2 separate regions of the Bombyx mori genome follow, and region 2 is linked to region 1. Evidence: chromatin contacts called from public Hi-C data. All regions are on one chromosome and are shown on one strand. Each heading gives the region's core, a stretch centred on a gene start, on an enhancer-like site or on the middle of the called end of the contact. The rest is flanking DNA. Distances are from core to core; before and after follow the strand shown.

Region 1 (2,799 bases), core at 230-2,729:
CAAACGTGAATGCTATATTATTATGAAGCATACGAACATAATAATTATGTGATGAATAGAATACAACTTTTAAGTTTTAACTGAAAAGCTATGGATAGTTGCATGCTACGCAACTAAAGGAAAGCAATTAAAAATAAAATCTGAATGTATAGGCTACTTTTCTTAAATAGCCTGTCGAAATAATAATCGAAGTCGAAAATAAACAAAAAGAAATAAATTTCATTGCTTTGTTGGTACCTACCTCGTACCTACGTTTTGATAACAAACTGGTCAAACTTATTAAAAAAATGACAAATTCAAAATAAGCATGCGTGATTAACTAAAAAGTCAAAACGATTCACTAGATGGCATTAGTTGTTTGGATATCTAATTATGAATGAAGCTGCTGATGTTCAAATAAATACGTTTTCTTTAAAAAAATCTTACACGTATGTACTAGTTAATGCTTATTTCAAGCGAATTGTTTTATGTGAGAATTAAAACCTGTAAATGTATTCTTGTAACTTGTAATTTCTAAATGAATTCTTATTTATTTTGAGAACTTAATATGATCTGAATCATTTCTAATTTCAGGGACTTGAAATGGGATGAATGCATTGCACTACTTTGGTCAATGGTCGCCACTAGAGGTGTAATCTTGTAGTACGTCCGTAGTAGCTACGCCGTAGTCCTACGTGTCCGTTGTGTATCGATTAGTTACCCGTAAATTCTCGACGGAACCCGACGTCTTCCGAACTCTGCCGATGTTACCCGACAGCTACGTCCACACATTGCGGAAGTAATGAAATGTACAAAAAGATATGAAGCGGAAAAATTGTCGCTGTCTTTTTCTTCACGTCGCATCTTATCCCGTTCCTAAAAAGGATTCTTTTGTCGATTTTCCCTTTCAGCGCATTTACCGAAAGCGATGACGAATGAATAGGTACATTAAATTGTAAAAGCTAAAATTGTAACGTTTTGATATTAATTTATATTTCACATATATAAATAAATGCGCATTTAACAATTTAATCTTAAATATATATAATCTAAGCGATGACTAGAACTTTTGGGTTAATTATATAGGTAAGTACGGATAAAAAGAAACGCATGTACATGTTTATGCGTAGATTGAAAAATTGAATTTAAAATACAAAATTTTACTGATAATCTTGTTATTTTTTTATAAAGAGCCAGTGTGAAAGCACCGTGAAGGATCAAAATAGCTATCAAAACTGATCGTCAGCTTTGATAGCTATTTCAGTAACGCCAGACAACAAGAAATAGCGTGAAACGTGTACTCAACAACTTTAATGGTTTTGTTTATAATGGCTGCGTACCTATTGGGCGACACCAGCAGGGTGTAAGTGACTACGACTAGGGTGGCGCACCCTTGAATACGTACCGCGTTATTTATGGTATATTTTGACGTACAGACTCACTGCTAACTTCACGTAGCTGGGCATACAGGGTGATGGATGGATAGTGTTATCGGTGTTTTTCGCCGTAGTCCGTGCTTAGACCGTACTTTTTATTACTGTGCTTTACGGAAATCCCCTAATACGTCAGAGTTGTTCATGGAAATCACGTTATTTCAATGAAATTAGTGGCTGACGCCCGGTGTTTCTTCATATTTCGTTTCATATTTATGTGTAAAGCGAACTATATACAGCCCTTTTCTTATATTTTGCGAAACAAATGCAATTCTTGTGATGTGATTTCTTTAACTAGGAGTACTTCGAGCCCCTATACTGATTTAAAATACAAGGTAAGTTATAATTAATATCTTTTAAACTATTATAAATGTATTTGTGTGATAATATATTTTCGTAAAGGTTTAAAAGTCGCTGTTGACAAAAAGCTAAACTATTACTTTAAGTTTCGTTCAATTTATGTACCCATGTTTACAATTTGTGTTTACATTTGTACCAATTGCTAATTAGGTTTTATTGGCCCTGTGTAGTAAACATTCAATTTATTTAAAACAGTGACATCTACCGGTTGACACTTAAATCTTTTATTAGTTCAGAGCTATGCCACAGTCAGCGCCAAAGTGTCAGACGCCGACACGCCTGCAGTCACGCGGCGTTGACGCGCGTCGCAACTTGTTTGCGTGGGTGTAGATCGTTTCGTGATAAAACATTTCATGTTTTCTTTCTTATCAACTAAACAGAGCAGTGCTACACGTTTGTATCTATGAAGGTTGCATTATTATGCTATCGTAAAAAGTTCGATAAGTGTTCCTTGTGTCATAAATGAAAAGTGCAAGTTCACGAGTGTGTTTTGTTGTTGCTGACTTTGGAGACAGGATTTCGTCCGTGCCGTGAAGGTCTAGGGCCGGCATGAGGAAAATAAACGGTGAGAATTCAAACATAAGAAGCTTTTCTGCATGATTGTAACCTACTAACACAAGATAACAAAATGTCATCAAGAGGTGGCCAAAGATAAGAAAAAGGGAACACGTGAAGTATGGACTCGAGAAAAACCGCAAATGATAATACTGCATGTTTGGAACGTAAAAATTTTTGGAAGCTTGCTTGTTGTTTCCGACATTAATTTCTTAACTCACTTCAGTTTCTTTTAAGAGCTTGAGAGTTCAAAAAAAGTTGAAACCGCCAACACGTTCCAACGAATTCCTACTGGACTTTTTAATTTGACTTGTTACATCACAGTCGGTGGCAGTCGGTTCGAAAAAAGTCGTGACTAGCAAGCGACACGAACTAACAAAAGACACGGCACCCCAGTAAAAAGTTATTAAGTAACTATCTCAGAATAGCATTGCCCAAGAAGAGGAGCGCCCGAAAAATCATTAACCGTAGC
Region 2 (2,755 bases), core at 86-2,585, 74 kb after region 1:
TTTCCGTTTTTTTAATCAATTATCTCAATTAATCTAAATATAACTATAAATTACTCAGTTGCGTTATGGCTATCGAATTAAATTACACTTATCACTCGTGCGGGCTCCTTATTTGCATATATATTTTTTTTAACGGCACGCTCAGACAGCGAAAGTATACATGATCGATGGTTTGAACACTGAAGATATTACTTTATATACCCATACCTAAGCGGAATTAATGGAGTCCGGCCGACATCTTGTCTTTTTAAAAAATAAATATAAAATAAATCGTTCTTGAATATGATCAATAGTGTACAACAAGTGCACACTCAGTAATAACCCTTGATTACATTAAATTATTATTGTATATCTTACAAGCGGCCCGCTCCGGCTCCGCTTGGGTCTTTAACAAATTTTTCAACGATATTTGACGTTGTTTTATTTTTTTAAATAAAATAACACTTATTGCGGAATAACTATAATATGTAGTTACACATATGCTGTCGCGACACGTTTTCTAAATAGGGATACTAATATTTTTTTTAAAAAGATTATAGTCTTAATTACCTTAGGACCTCTTGTGAGTCCGAACGGGTAGGTACCACCGCCCCGCCTATTTCTGCCGTGAAGCAGTAATGCGTTTCGGTTTGAAGGGTGGGGCAGCCGTTGTGACTATACTGAGACCTTAGAACTATATCTCAAGGTGTGTGGCGCATTTACGTTGTAGATGTCTATGGGCTCCAGTAACCACTTAACATCAGGTGGGCTGTGAGCTCGTCCACACAGCTAAGCAATAAAAAAAATAAAATAAAAAAAAAAGTCTATGTCACTCAGGAATAATGTAGCTTCCAAACAGTCAAAGAATTGTTCAAATCGGTTCAGTAGTTTCGGAGCCTATTCAATACAAACAAACAAACAAATCTTTCCTCTTTATAATATTAAGTATGGATAGTGTTGATTAGTTGATTACGTGAAAACTATGAATTAAAACGAAGACGTGTCTTATCAGTTTAACATGCGTTTATTGATTGAGTACCTATTTTGTATGTATGTAACTCAAGTTTTGAACGTCATTTTCACAGACTTCAAGAAGTTTAATTTACTTGAAAATTTGCAGACACTTCAAGGACCGATGCCAATACAATAATTTTATAACTTCGTTCTGATATCTTGATCTGGAATAAGAGGAGAAAAAAAATTTAATTAACTGTTAGCTGTTTAATTAATTTTCAAGTTATATAAGTGTATTTTAATTTAAAATCTAAATGATCTCAAAAACAAGAAGCATGCGTAGTTTAAGAGATAAAACGAAGTATCCATAGTGATAATTGCGTACAATTCGTAAGGTCACATGCTGTTCCAAAACAATTGAGATAAATCTCAAAGTCGTTCGCGTTGTTATTTAAATGGACTTCAATCAACTATTAGCACAAACAAAAACCAACGAAGATAAGATTGAAACACGGGAGCCTAATTTAATTCCCTAATTATATGAAACTAGAGGTTCCGCAGTAGTCGAAATTCGACTATAATTAATTGGAATTGTAAGTTTGTACACTATTATGATTGTATTTTATACTTCTATAACCACAAATTTCGCCAGACTACAGTATAAAAAATATTATCAAAGACAAAAAATATTTAATCTATTCTCAATTTGACAACAGATATCAAGAACAAGTCTGACAATAAATAGTATGCATGCGTGTGTGCGTCAAATACATGGTATGTAGTGTGTGTAATATTTTCTTTATTGATTTAATGTTTCTTTCATGCATTATTTTAAAAAATTATTAGTATTGTGCACTTCTTCTCTATATTTTCTATAAGTGTGGAAAATTTCATACTCCTCCGTCCGCGCAATTTTCGTAAAAAGGGATACAAAGTTTTTTGCTTGTTTAATACGTGAATTAATATATAATAGATAAATGAATTATAAACTGTAGTATCAATTATTAGCCTGACAATAAATTGAATAACGCTAACTGTACTAAATCATCTCGTATTATCGAAGCCGCTGTGCAAATAAGCAATTTGCAGATGTGTAGTTGGCTTGTAGTCTTGGTTCAAGCGAGTAGCGATAAGTGTCCTATTAAAAATTATTACTTACCAAGTTAAACTTGTTTTCTTGTCTGTTCGAATTTAATTTTTGTACCACACACAAAATTACACCAACACCAAAACCAACTAAAATTTTTAACTGGTGGTAGGAGGACCTCTTGTGAGTCCGCGCGGGTGGGTACCACCGCCCCGCCTATTTTTGTCATGAAGCAGTAATGCGTTTCGGTTTGAAGGGTGGGCCAGCCGTTGTAACTATACTTGAGACCTTGGAACTTATATCTCAAGGTGGGTGGCGCATTTACGTCGTAGATGTCTATGGGCTCCAGTAACCACTTAACACCAGGTGGGCTGTGAGCTCGTCCACCCATCTAAGCAATAAAAAAAAAACGACGTCAATGTTAGAAGTACTATATCCGTTATTTACAATAACGTAATTTGTAAACTTTTTTTGAGTTTCACTTTGTAAGATCGATTGATTGGATTTCACGATTTCTTTCAAGAATTGTATGGTACTTGTGAAAACAAAGACTTAACGCACTAAGAATGGTGTATCTTGCTGGAAATAAATTATTTTGGATGGTGTTTCTGCAATTTTTCTGTATGACAGAGAGTTCTGTGCAAATTGCAAATTGATGTGTAGTTAAACTTTTGGTACTATTTTTATTTTGGTGGCGGCATTCTCGCACAGACACAGCCCACTGAGTTTCTCGCC

The links. Hi-C and Micro-C count contacts between places; a contact is called where the count stands out from the background.
Region 2: a Hi-C map of whole pupa shows a contact between it and region 1, with 1.8 times the contacts expected there. The contact joins the enhancer-like site here to the promoter of LOC101736209 in region 1. A contact is called at or near these places in 2 of 7 Hi-C or Micro-C datasets (middle silk gland and whole pupa).

Annotation. Positions count from the first base shown.
Region 1 is chr17:12,052,090-12,054,888 of ASM3026992v2, forward strand. LOC101736209 (caskin-2) reads left to right here and starts at 1,480. Exons shown (of 10, transcript XM_012695782.4): 1 at 1,480-1,747.
Region 2 is chr17:12,126,061-12,128,815 of ASM3026992v2, forward strand. All of the region lies in intron 1 of LOC101736209 (caskin-2), which reads left to right. It overlaps LOC134200392 (a long non-coding RNA gene), which reads right to left. Exons shown (of 2, transcript XR_009975287.1): 2 at 981-1,157. Among protein-coding and RNA genes, the nearest start is that of LOC134200392, 5.4 kb to the right of the region's middle. Within about 2 kb of position 1,336, at least 1 of the 8 cell types and tissues checked has open chromatin away from gene starts, as enhancers often do.